Linked DNA regions of Pan troglodytes: region 2 is linked to region 1. A link is a contact called in public Hi-C data. All regions are on one chromosome and are shown on one strand. Each heading gives the region's core, a stretch centred on a gene start, on an enhancer-like site or on the middle of the called end of the contact. The rest is flanking DNA. Distances are from core to core; before and after follow the strand shown.

Region 1 (6,839 bases), core at 1,577-4,076:
CTGGCTAATTTTTTCTATTTTTAATAGAGACAGAGTTTTGCCACATTGGCCAGGCTGGTCTCCAACTCCTGGCCTCAAGTGATCCTCCTGCCTCAGCCTCCCAAAGTGCTGGGATTACAGGCGTGAGCCACAGTGCCCGGCCTCTTTCTTTTTTTCGGAGAGGAAGTCATATTATGTTGCCCAGGCTGGAGTGCAGTGACTATTGCAACCTCCAACTCCTGGCCTCAAGAGATCTTCCTATCTCAGCTTCCCCAGTAACTGGGACTATAGGTATGCACCACCCATCCACTACTTCCAAGATTTAAAGAATCAAAAGTTTTAAGAACCTACATTTTAAACACTCATAGGTGATTCTAAGGCACTGCTTCTCAATCTTGACAGCACAGTAGAATAATAATGTGACCTAAAAAAAAATAGCCAATACCCAGGCAGCACTCCAGCCCCGTAAATCACAACCTGAGGGTGTGGAGCCCAGGCCTCAGGATTTTTTTAAGCCTCCTGATAATTCCAAAGTACAGTCAAAGCTGAGAACCACATGCCTCCCCTTTCATAGTGGCTACAGGACCAGAAGCATCTGCAGAAATGCAGTATCTCAGGTTCTACTCCGGACCTGCTGGACCAGAATTCATGTTTTAAAAGGAACCCAAAGTAATTCACACAAACATTAATATTTGCAATGGACTGTGGTGAAGTTTTAGATTTATTTCAACCCTTCTCCTATACTGGCCCTACCCTGACTGCTTCTAGGACAGGCTGGCACTAACAAGATAAAATGCACCTGGGCCATGGTTCATTCTACTAACATCTCCCAAGCAATTCCTAAGAGGAAGGGACTATTCTAGAAGGGACCTATAACCATTCCCCTAGATCCCTAAGCTCTGGATGGACAAATGCAGGCCGAGTAGGAACTAGCTTCGAAGCAATACAAATGTTGACAATGAGAACTCTAGGTTTGTTGGAAACTTAAAGTAAATCAACAATGTGAGACATCTAGCAAAACTTCAGACACAAGCAGGTTGCATTCATTGGTCCCTACCACCTCTCATGGGACCTCAGAACTGGTCTGCCCACCTCCAGTCTTGAACCAACTCATGCTGTCATGACAGAATATTTTACAACATAAATCTGGCCACGCTATTTCTTCCCTGCTTAACATCCTCTGAAAGTCCCTGGACATCCTCAGGTTCAAAGTCAAACTCATGAGCTTGACATACAAGACCCACCACCAACTTACCCAGTTGAGCCTTAATTCTTGAGAACCCACATGTGCCCATTCTGCTTTTCAGGAGTAACAAATGAACTCCTAGCCTTTTCTCAAGCTGCCATGCTCCCTAGCTTGTCTGTCTGTTACCCCTTTACTTCCTCTACCCACCTGAACCCTCACCCCCTGGAAACACTTCCTCTCAGGTCTCTCCTCCAGGATCACAATCTTGGTGAATATCCTCCTGATCAGCCCTCATCCCAGTGAAGGGATGAACACGACATAATTAGGAAGAGGTCTATCACCTGACTTTGGGGGGTTTTTTTGTTTGTTTTTTGAGACATGGTCTCACTCTTCTGCCCAGGATGGAGTGCAGTGGCATGATAATGACTCACTGTAGCCTCAACCTCCTGGCCTCAAGTAATCCTCCCACCTCAGCCTCCCAAGCAGCTGGGACTACAGGCATGCATCATCACACCCAGCTAATTTGTTGTTGTTGTTGTTGTTGTTTTGTAGAGATGAGATCTCACTCTGTTCCCCACACTGGAGTGCAGTGGCACAATCATGACTCACTGTAGCCGTGACCTCCTGGTCTCAAGCAATCCACCTCAGCCCTCGAGTAGCTGGGACTACAGGCATGCACCACCATACCTGGATAATTTTTGTATTTTTTGTAGAGACAGGGCTTCACCATGTTCTCCAGGCTGGTCTTGAACTCCTGAGCTCAAGCTATCCTCCCACCTTGGCCTCCCAAAGTGCTGAGATTACAGTCATGAGCCACTGTGCCTGGCCCTGACTTTTCATTTGAAGGCCTGTCCAGCAGTCTGAGAGCAGTTTGACTCTATTCTCAAGGCGTAGCTTTTAAGAGCCAAGACCCACCTGAGCTTGGACACATCAGGATATAGGTTTAAGTGTTTAACAGAAACCCAAATTACCAGTGACATAAACCAAGGGTTCTCAACCTTGGCTGGGGAGATTTTTAAATATCCAACGCCGGCCAGGAGCCACTAGTGGCTCACGCCTGTAATCCCAACACTTTGGGAGGCCAAGGTGGGTGGATCACCTGAGGTCAGGAGTTCGAGACCAATCTGGCCAACCTGGTGAAACCCCGTCTCTACTAAAAATACAAAAAATTAGCTGGGCATGGTGGCAGGTGCCTGTAATCCCAGCTGTTGGGAAGCTGAGGCAGGAAAATTGCTTGAACCCAGGAGGCGGAGGTTGCAGTGAGCCGAGATTGTGCCACTGCACTCTAGCCTGGGTGACAGAGGGAGATTCTGTCTCAAAAAATTATCCAATGCCAGGCTATACCTCAGGCCAATTAAATCAGAAATTTAGGAGAAGGGGCAAGAATCAGTATATATACATACTTTTTAAGCTCCACAGGTGATTCTAATGTACAGGTAAGCTTGAGAAACATTGGCTTAAACAATTGGAGGTTTATTTTATTCTGCGGGACACTCTAGACCTGACGAGACTGCTGTGTACCACTCAAAAATCCAACCTCCTTCTCACTGCCATTTCACCATCCCTAGGGCAGGGCCCTTATCCACAAGGTCCAACTAGGCTCATAACTTGTCCAAGCACCAGGATGCAGGAGGGGAAGGGCATGGCCTGGGAAGAGGCATATACCATTTTTGCTTATGGCCCATTGGCTGGGATCTAGTCACACGGCCGTGTTTTATGCAAGGGAAGCTGGGAAATGTAGTCTTTATTCCAAGTGGCCATTGCTCAGCAAAAATCTCAGGTGTCTGTTAATACAGAAGAGAAGATGGCTATTGGGGAGAATCTAGCAGAGCTCAATCTAAGGAAGAATATCCTCGAGAACAGAAAGGTCCTGTACTGGGATAGGATGTGGCAGTGCGTGCCCTGCCACCTGGAGAAGTCATCACGCCAGGAGAGAACCACAGCTCAAGGCAGTCAGATATTCACTCAGTCCACAACTCAATTCTTTCTCAGTCACCACAGCCAATATACTGGCCTTCCTGTTCCATGAGCACACCCAGCACTCTTCATCAGATGGCTTTGTGCTTGCCACCAAAGAGCTTCTGCCCAGAGTTTCTCCTGTCATTTCGGTCTCAGAGAGATCTCCATTTTTTTTTTCTTTTTTTTTTTTTCTGAGACGGAGGCTTGCTCTGTGGCCCAAGCTGGAGTGCAGTGGCACGATCTCGGCTCACCGCAACCTCTGCCTCCTGGGTTCAAGTGATTCTCCTGCCTCAGCCTCCCTAGTAGCTGAGATTACAGGTGCCCACCACCACACCTGGCTAATTTTTGTATTTTTAGTAGAGATATGGTTTCACCATGTTGGCCAGAATGGTCTGGAACTCGTGACCTCAAGTGATCTGTTCACCTCACTCTCCCAAAGTGCTGGGATTACAGGCATGAGCTGCCACAACTGGCTTGCATTTTTTTTTTCATAGTGTTTATAATCTCTCTCTTTCTCTCTTTTCAGAGACGGGGTCTTGCTTTATTTCTCAGGCAAGAATGCAGTAGTACAATCTTGGCTCACTGAAGCCTCAACCTCCAGGACTCAAGGGATCCTCCTGCCTCAGCCTCCCAAGTAGCTGGGACTACAGGCACACGCCACTAAATCTGGCTTTTTTATTTTTTGTAGAGATAGAGGTCTCACTATGTTGCCAAGGCTGGTCTTGGACTCCTGGGCTCAAGCAATCCTCCCGCCTTGGCCTCCCAAAGCACTGAGATTGCAGATGTGAGCCACTGCACGCAGCAGCCCTTATAATCTTGAGATAGACTACTAGGGTTCAAATCCCAGCTCCACCATTCACTAGCCGTCTGACCTTTCTGTGCCTCAATTTTCTCATCTATAAAATCGGGATGATAATAGTGCCTGTCTTTACCTATAAAGTTAAAGTTAAAATGGTAAATTTTATGTGTGTATTTTATTGAGCATTTTCAAATTTTATGTGAGCATTGTTAAGAGCACTTGGTTATCTCTTTCAGGTTTTCACCCCCAGGCTCCTTGCGGGTCACCAATAATAACCTTGTTGCTATTAATACATCCAGTGCTAAGTCCTCAGTCCTGGCCCAGCAACAGCATCTGACACTGCTGATCCGCAGGTTGCTCCCTCCTCCCTGTCACCTTTCTTCACGTGATCTCCAGAACACCAGACCCCTGTGGTTTTTGTCCCACCTCAAAGCTCCCTCCATCTGCCTGACCTTTCAACTTTGACCTGCCCTAGACCTCAGTCCTCGGACCACTTCCACACCTTGGCAAGGGATTGAGTCTCCCGATTTTCAATGCCATCCATATGCTGTTAATTCCTGAGGATCTATCTCCAGGCCCTGACCTCTCTCCTGGACTCTGCCCTGTGTAGCCAGCTGCTTCCTCAAATCCTAGAGGCATTTCAAACTTAATATTTCCAAAACCAAACTGATCTTCCCCAAACTCATTTGGACTATCGTTTTCTCCATTTCAGTGAAAAGCAGGTCACCTTTCCAGTTTGCACAAGCCAAAAAATGGAGTCATCATCAATGTCTCTCTCATGTACTCCACAGCCAATCTGTCAAGAAATCTCAGGCTCTGCCTTCACACACAATCAAAATCCAACCATTTCTCCATCTTCTCCACCTCCACAGTGATTGCTGTGGTCCACGCCACCCCTACCTCTCACCTGGACTATCCTGCTTCTCCCTTTGTCCCCTCTGTCTTTTCTCAATCCAGTGGTCAAAATGATTCTTCTAAAACAGAAACCAGGCTGGGCGTGGTGGCTCACACCTGTAATCTCGGCAATTTGGAAGGCCAAGGCAGGTGGACAACTTGACGTCAGGAGTTCAAGACCAGCCTTGCCAATATGGTGAAACCCCATCTCTACTAAAATTACACAAATTAGCTGGGTGTGGTGGCATGCACCTGTAATCTCAGCTACTCGGGAGGCTGAGACAGGAGAATTGCTTGAACCCAGGAGGCAGAGGTTGCAGCAAGCCGAGATCGCACCACTGCACTCCAACCTGGGGAAAAGAGCGAGACTCTGTCTCAAAAAAATAAAAAATAAAAATAAACAATAAAACTGAAACCAGGTTAGGTCACCCTTTGTTCATTACTTTGCAGTGGCTCCCGTCTCACTCGAAAGAAGAGTCGCAGCCTTTGTAAGGGCTTACCTGCACCTAGACAGTCCTGAGAAACCTTGTAACCACCCTGACACTGCCTCCCAGGCACCTCCCCAGGGTCTGCCCTTCCTGTTCCTTCAGTCCCAGTCCTCCCCGTGCAAAGGGCTCCCCTTCTCCAAGGTGTTGCTCAAATGCCACCTGCTCTGAGGAACCTGGTGTCATAACTCTGACATCCTCCTACCTGCTTTGTCTTTCTCCACTCCACTTACGACCTTCCAACATGCCACATTTCCCTCATTTTATTTATTGTTATTTTCCCCAATTAGAATGGAATCTCTTTGTCTTATTATTATTTTCATTTTTGCTATATTCCCAGTACTTAGAATTGTGCCTGGCACACAGGTGTTAAATATGTATGTGCTAAATGAGAGAAAAATGATTGAATTAAAAATCATTTTTCTCCAGCATTGTGGGTCTGTTTCTTCATAGTATAAAGAACTCAGATGTGTTATTTATGTTGCAAATATTTTCCTACTTTGTTCTTTGCCTTTTATTTATTTATTTTTTTTCTTGGCAGGGTCTCACTCTGTCACTCAGGCTGGAGTACTGTGGCATGATCTCGGCTCACTGCAGCCTCCACCTCCCGGGTTCAAGTGATTCTCCCACCTCAGTCTCCCAAGTAGCTAGGACTGCAGGAGCACACCACCATGCCTGGCTAATTTTTGTACTTTTGGTAGAGATGGGGTTTCACCAGGTTGCCCAGGCTGGTATTGACCTCCTGGACTCAAGGGATCTGTCGGCCTCAGCCTCCCAAAGTGTTAGGATTACAAGCATGAGCACCTGCACTCGGCCTGCCTTTTTATTTTATGGGGTTTTTTTCCATGCAGGAAGTTTGATTATTATGTACGCAATGTATAATTTAATTTTTTAATTTGTAGTTTCCAGATTTTATGTCATACTGAGAGAAACTTTATTTTTATGTGTGTTTGTGCCTGTGTGTTTTATATATAAATATTTGTTGTAGTAAAATACACACATAAAATTTACCATTTTAACTATTTTTAAGTGTAGAGATCTATGACATTAAGTACATTCACACTGTAGTGCAATCATCATCACCATCCATCTCCAGAACTTTTCAACCTCCCAAACTGAAACTCTGTACCACTGAATAATAACTCCCCATTTCTTCCTTCCCCAACCCCTCACAACTACCATTCTTCCTCCTGTCTCTATGAGTCTGACTACTCTAGGCATCCTATACAAATGGAATATATATTCTTTAATGTTTGGAAATTAATGGACATGTTCTGGAATGTTGCAAAGCCAAAACATTCTTTTTAATTTTTTAAAAGTAGATACAGGGTCTTGCTTTGTTGCCCAGGCTGCTCTTGAACTCCTGGGCTCAAGAGATTGTCACACATCAGCCTCCCAAAGTGCTGGGATTACAGGCATGAGCCACCACTCCAGGCCCCAAAACATTCTTGAGATACACTATGGTTTGGATATGGTTTATCTGCACCAAATCTCATGTTGAAATTTGATCCCCAGTGTGGCAGTATGAAGAGGTGGG
Region 2 (6,839 bases), core at 2,009-4,508, 340 kb after region 1:
ACTGCTCAGGTGATGGGTGCACTAAAATCTCAGAAATCACCACTAAAGAACTTATTCATGTAACCAAACACCACCTGTTCCCCAAAAATCTATTGAAGTTAAAAAAAAAACAGTGTGCCTTACTGAAGAATCCCAGGCAGCATTACCTGATCATAAACATGTGACATCCAATGTAGCTCCATCTATGTGTGGCATACAATAATTGATCCTTGTGTTACGTGATTCTTCAATGATCATTATCAACCCATGCTGTATGTTCAGACCCATAAGATCCAAATATATTTGTGAGGCAATTAAGTATTTCTTGTATTGAAAACATTTCTACTACCTCATAATTTTCATGGATCTAGAAGAATTTTGTTTTTAATTGACAGATAACAATTGTATATATTTATGGGATTCAATGTGATGTTTTGATATAGCTCCCTGTATTAGTGTGTTTTCACACTGCTGATAAAGACATACCTGAGACTGGGCAATGTACAAAAGAAAGAGGTTTAATTGGACTAAGGTTTAACGTGGCTAAGGAAGCCTTATAATTATGGCAGAAGGCAAGAAGGAGCAAGTCACGTCTTACATGGATGGTGGCAGGCAAATAGAGAGCTTGTACAGGCAAACTCCCATTTTTTAAAACCGTCAGATCTCGTGAGACTCATTCACTATCACGAGAACAGTGCAGTGCAGGAAAGACCTCCCCTCATAATTCAATCACCTCCCACTGGGTCTCTCCCATGACACGTGGGAATTGTGGGAGTTACAATTCAAGACGAGATTTGGGTGGGAGCACAGAGCCAAACCATATCACTCCCACATATGAGTGAGAACATGTGATATTTGTTTTTCTGTGCCTGGCTTATTTCACTTAACAAACAAAATTTTTTCTAGGTTTATCCATGTTGCTACCAATGACAAAATTTCCATCTTGTTTAAGGCTGACTAGTATTCCATTGTGTATACATACCACATTTTCTTTACCCATTCATTCGTTGATGGACACTTAGTTTGATTCTATAACTTCACCAGTATGAATAGTGCTGCAGTGAGCATGGGAATAAAAACATCTATCTGCAGCAAACTGATTTTCATTCCCTTGGATATATACCTGGAAGTGGAATTGCTGGGTCATATGGTAATTCTATAGGAAGTTCTTAAGTAAAAAGCAGAATCACGTGCTCCCAAACTGGTTCTGACAGACAATCACAAAGTCAGGCAGCCTCCAAATGAAGAGACACCCTTCAGTTTCTAAAAAGCTGGGAGGAGAGCTGTTCAAAACAAAATAATTAATTGCTAAAAATAATAACAATAAAGCACTGTACAAATATTGCAAAATAGGCAGTTGATCTTTTCTTCTTTGCTACATTGTGCAGTGAGAAAAATAAAATATAAAAATAGACTTGATATTGAACCTGATAACAAAGCTCCAAAACAGCTACCTTGCTCTTTATATTAAATGGAAAGATGGTTTTTAAATAATGCAGTGATTTACTTCAATTTAAAAAATTTCTAGGGATCATACTTTACACCAAAAGATACATCTATATTTTTAAAATCTTGATCTATTTAGTTATTAACAAAATAAAAATAGTTTAATTTCTGGAATTTCACAATTCTATTCTAAAGTAAAAATATAAATCTCCCTTCAATAACTTCTTGCTCCAAAGAATCTGTGAGACCATGTTCTGCTGTCTAGTGAGATCCAATAACATTACTACATTTTAATCATCTTCACGTCCCTTCAATACATTGTACTTGTAAAAAATATTTCAGAATGACAAGTTCTCTCTCTCCCCACTCCCCCCCAACTCCCTCCCTCCCTCCCTCCCTCCCTTCTTTCTTTCTTTCCTGGGGTTTAGCTCTGTTGCTGAGCCTGGGTGCTATGGTGCCATCACGGCTCACTGCAGCCTCAAACTCCTGGGCTCAAGGGATCCTCTTGCCTCAGTCTCCCAAAGCACTGAGATCACAGGCGGGAGCCAAAACGCCCAGCCCTTTCAGCCGTTTCTTAACTGTGAGTCCTGGGACAAGCTCCTCAACCTACATCTCCATTTTCTGGCTTTAAGGCAGAACTCCAGTTTCTTGGGGGAGGAGATGGCCATGCTAAAATAATGGTAACCATTAATATCCGCCAGGCATCTGTAGTGTCTGTGCGAGCTATTCCACCCACGAGGGCTTAGGGAGAGGCTGTGGGGCCAGCAGCTTCAGCTTCCTCAGGAAGGTCTCTCTGTGCTACCACCTTCATGTCTCCTAAAAGTACCTGTCCTGTTCCCTCAAACTACCAGATTGCCACATGGCTTTGAGAGGCTGCAGTACAGCCCAACTACCGTCCCCTTCCTGCAGGTGCCTTTTGTCTTAGCGGATACATCTGAAATAGTCCAGCAACTACACAGTTTCTCAAGGAGCCTTTGGCGCGTATGCCTTAGTGAGCGCCAGCTTTCTCTCTCTCTCTCTCCTTTTTCCTCTCTCTCTCCTCCTTCCTCTCTCTCTCTCTCTCCTCTTTCCTCTCTCTCTCTCCTCTTTCCTCTCTCTCTCTCTCCTCTTTCCTCTCTCTCTCCTCTTTCCTCTCTCTCTCTCCTCTTTCCTCTCTCCTCTTTCCTCTCTTTCTCTCTCTCTCCTCTTTCCTCTCTCTCTCTTTCTCTCCTCTTTCCTCTCTCTCTCCTCTTTCCTCTCTCTCTCCTCTTTCCTCTCTCTCTCCTCCTTCCTCTCTCTCTCTCCTCTTTCCTCTCTCTCTCTCCTCTTTCCTCTCTCTCTCCTCTTTCCTCTCTCTCTCTCCTCTTTCCTCTCTCTCTCCTCTTTCCTCTCTCTCTCTCCTCTTTCTCTCTCCTCTTTCCTCTCTCTCTCCTCTTTCCTCTCTCTCCTCTTTCCTCTCTCTTTCTCTCTCTCTCCTCTTTCCTCCTCTGTCTTTCTCTCTCTCCTCTTTCCTCTCTCTCCCCTCTTTCCTCTCTCTCTCCTCTCTCTCCTCTGTCGCTTCTCTCTCCCTCCTTCTCTCTTCTCTCCCTCTCTCCTCTCTCTCCCTGCTTCCTCCTCCTCCTCTCTCTCGTTCTCTCTCTCTTTCTCTCTCTCTCACACACACACCTCCTTGGGGTTGAAGGGCACACTACCAGCTCTTGGGAGTTCTTTGTGGACAGCCAGCACTCTGGTCCCTACGTGGAAATGGCCTCCTTTAAGGAATGTCACCTGACCCAAGGCTCCCCTTCCTGGACTGCCCGCCCCCAGCGACTGGTTGACACAGGGGATGGAAACCCACTCCTGCCTCTTTTCCTTCCCTTCCCTGTGGGATGCCACCCAGGGTTCTCTTTCTCTGTTGCCCTCTGGCCCCACCCCCAGGGACTGCCCTGCTCCAAACCCCTTCCAGGAGGCATCTCCTCCGGGAAGTTTCTTGGGCCAAAACCTCCTTTTCCCACTTTAATCTGTGAAAGTTCCTGTTTTGTTTTGATTCATTTTTTCCCTTGGAGAAGGAAAGAGGGAGACCCTCAGAAGAGAAGAGGGAAAGGAAAAGTAGAGTAATAAAACTGTGCTTTTGTAAAGCTTAGTCCAGTTGGCAACAGGATTTTATCCACATTATCTTAGGAAAGAGGGAAAGGGACTCTTCCCTCCAGGCAGCAAAACTACAGGTGATCTTTGTTTTCTTTCTTTCTGTTGCTTTTTGCTTTTCTATATGTTCAGGATTTTTTTTTTTTTTTTTGCAATGATCAAATAATCAGAAGGAAAAAACAATAAAGCTATTCTTAAGGAGAAGAAGGAAGCGAGGCCACAGGGCTGGAGGGCTGGACTTCTGTCCCTCTTCATTCGGCACCGGCACCTCCTCCCCGCCCCCGCGCAGCAGCCCAGTTGAGGGCGGCTTGGGCAGAGGAAGTGCGGCTGCGAAGCTCAGAGGCGGCTCAAAGCTAGGATTTCTGGTCGAGCAGATCCCCCCATTCTTTGCTTCCAGCCTCAAATCCCACGCTTACTCACTTCACAGCACCTACTTTTAACCTGCCAAATGCCACTAAATCTGCAAATTAAACCTCTGATTACAGAATTCCTTTTGATGTAAAAAAAAAAGTGGGGATTTTTAAAATGTAATTATTCATACACTAAGATTTTAATTGTGCTGCTTTTCTCCCTCTCTCGCCTTTTTTTTTTTTTTTTCCCCCAGGGCAAGGTGATTCCCCTGTGCTGGGCCTGCCCAGGCAGCGCCAGGGGCCGGGTGCAGGAAGGAGCCTGCAGGAGTTTTCTGATGGGGATCAGGAGATCAGGATGCTCCATTCCAGGGAGGCGGGAAGGGGTCTGGGCAGCAGCTGGTGGTCCCAGGTCTCTGCCCCATAGCCTCCCCATCTTAGCCACATATGACAACTAGATGCAAGGCTGCAGTGTCATTTCGAATGTGGGGAGCTTTGAGCCAAGTCCCCCAAGTCCTGGCCTCTGCTGCAGGTTTAACACCCAAAGTGCTGGGACCTAGGCACGTTCTCTGGATGGACAGTCTGGAGCCAGCCGGTTAATGCAAGGAGCAGCGGGGACAGGGCCTGGGCTGCCCACTTTTCTCCAGCTTGCTTCTCCCTCCCCTCTCCAATGGGCAACCAAACAGATCTTTTTGCTTTTTAAAATTGTGGTAAAATACACATAACATAAAATTTACCATTTTAACCCTTCTTAAGTGTACAGTTCTGTGGCATTAGGTACATTTACACTGTCATGAAACCATCACCGCCATTGATCTCCAAAACGTTTTCATCATCCCAAACTGAAACTCCATACCCATGAAACTTCCCATTCTCCCCTCCCCACAGTCCCTTCTAACCACCTATTCCCTTTTCTGCCTCTATGAATTTGACTACTCTAGGTCCCTCATAAAAATAGAATCCATCATACAATATTTGTCCTTTTGTGTCTGACTTCTTTCATCCAGTGTAATACCCTCGAGATTCATCCACGTGTCACAATGTCATTCCTTTTTAAGGCTGAATAATATTCCACTATATGTATATACTGCATTTGGTTTGTCCATTCATCTGTTGAAGGACATTTGGGTTGCTTTCATCTTTTGGCGACTGTGGGTAATACCGCTGTGAACATGGGCGTTCAAATATCTGTTCGAATCCCTGCTTTCAGTTCTTTGGGTATATACCCAGAAGTGGAATTACTGGATCATATAGTATAGACTGATCTTTTAAACATGCAGATTAAACCATTCTGTTCCACTGTTTGGAATAAAATCCAAACCCTTCTTGGAGCCTACAAGGGTCTGCCTGATAAGGTTCCTGTGGACTCAGGGACCTCCTCTCAACCCATCGTCCTTGGGGGCATGGCCACAACCACATTTACCTTCTTTGGGATTCTCAAACACCCCAGCTCTCCCCAGCCCTAAGCCCCTGCTCTGACCTGTAACTTCCTCCTGGAGTGGTGTGAGCCACTGCTCCCGAAGGAAAATATTTTTATAAAGACAAAAAGATACTTTAAGGAGTTATTAGTTTTCTGGGGCTGTCATAACTATTATAAACTGGGTGGCTTAAACAACAAACATACATTGTCTCACAGTTCTGCAGGCCAGAATCTGAAATCAAAGTGTCAGCAGGCTTGGCTTCCCTTGAGGGCTCTGGGGGAGAATCTGTCCCAAGCCTGTCTCCAGCTTCTGGTAGCCCAAGCATTCCTGGGCTTGCAGCTGGCATTCTTCCTATGTCTTCACATCATCTTCCTTCTATGTTTGTTTGTCTTCAGGTCTAAATGCCCCTTTTCATTAGGGCACCGGTCATATGGGATTAGGACCCACCCTAATGACCTCATCTTAAACTTGATCATCTGCAAAGACCCTATTTCCAAATAAGGTCACAGTCACAGATCCTGGGGGTTAGGACTGCATCATCTTTTATGGGGTCACAGTTCAACTCATAACAAGGAATGGCATGGAAATGTGCATGGATGGTTTAGATGTGGCGAGAACTTTTATTTGTTTAGCCCCTGTAAACAGCTGCACCACCAGGGCAGGTGGATTGTATTGTCTTGTTCTCTCTCCTCTACTAAACTTTGGAGGAAAACACTGAAAAAGCCGTGGCTCTTTTACAGATCAGGCACCTGAGCCCAGGGAGGGGACGTCCTGCCTCTGGTCATGAGGCTGTCTTAAGCGGAGTGAGTGCAGGAACACAGAGTGCTGACTTCCCGCCAGGGCTCTTTCCAGATCGGACCTTTTCAGGTGGAAGGGGAGTCTCCAAGATATGGAGATGGAAAATTGTGTGCAAAGACTTTTGTGGGGTGTACCCTCAGGAGATATACCCGTGAGGAAGTGAGGAAGGCAGGACAGGTAGAAAGAAGATGACTCACAAAGCAGCTGCAACAGAGGAGTCAGACAGTCCTGTAGGGGCCCAGGAGCTGTCCTTTGTATCCCAGCCTGGACCCCTGGGAAGAGGTGTAGCCTTAGGTGAGGCAGCTCCCTGCCACCCAGGGCAGTGTCCACCAAGGGATGCAGCTGTAAGCTGTGAGCATCTGGTATTCCCAGCAGCTGGAGGATAGATAGGTGTGTAGACCCCAAAGAGGGAACCTGGGCAGAGCATCACAGCATCTATTACACAGCTGAGTAAATGTTTGTGGACAGATGGGAAGGTCAGCAAAGTGAGAGCTCTTGGATGTGGGCCACAGTGAGCAGCACCAGCCCAGCCAAAATGACAATGATGATGTTGGAGGTGAACAGCAGGCAGAGGGAAGCCATGACCTAGCAGTGTGGTCTTTGGCATGCAACATACTTTTCAGAGCCTCTGGTTTCTCATCTGAAGGCAGCGTTTGGGGCACTTCACATGGGGTCGTGTGTCCTGCACCTACCCGGCACACAGGAGCTGCACCACAGAATTTAGTCCTTTCCCTTCTCTTGTCAA

What was found. A called contact is a pair of places that touch in the nucleus more often than the background predicts.
Region 2: a Hi-C map of induced pluripotent stem cells shows a contact between it and region 1, with 2.0 times the contacts expected there. The contact joins two enhancer-like sites. A contact is called at or near these places in 2 of 7 Hi-C or Micro-C datasets (both in induced pluripotent stem cells).

Annotation. Positions count from the first base shown.
Region 1 is chr12:35,125,710-35,132,548 of NHGRI_mPanTro3-v2.0_pri, forward strand. The region is part of intron 2 of LOC104005065 (a long non-coding RNA gene); the gene reads right to left. Among named protein-coding and RNA genes, the nearest start is that of SPMIP9, 20 kb to the right of the region's middle. Within about 2 kb of position 2,827, at least 1 of the 24 cell types and tissues checked has an H3K27ac peak or open chromatin away from gene starts, as enhancers often do. A contact at or near this core is called in induced pluripotent stem cells, where this site is marked.
Region 2 is chr12:35,469,688-35,476,526 of NHGRI_mPanTro3-v2.0_pri, forward strand. No RefSeq gene overlaps it. Among named protein-coding and RNA genes, the nearest start is that of THNSL2, 30 kb to the right of the region's middle. Within about 2 kb of position 3,259, at least 1 of the 24 cell types and tissues checked has an H3K27ac peak or open chromatin away from gene starts, as enhancers often do. A contact at or near this core is called in induced pluripotent stem cells, where this site is marked.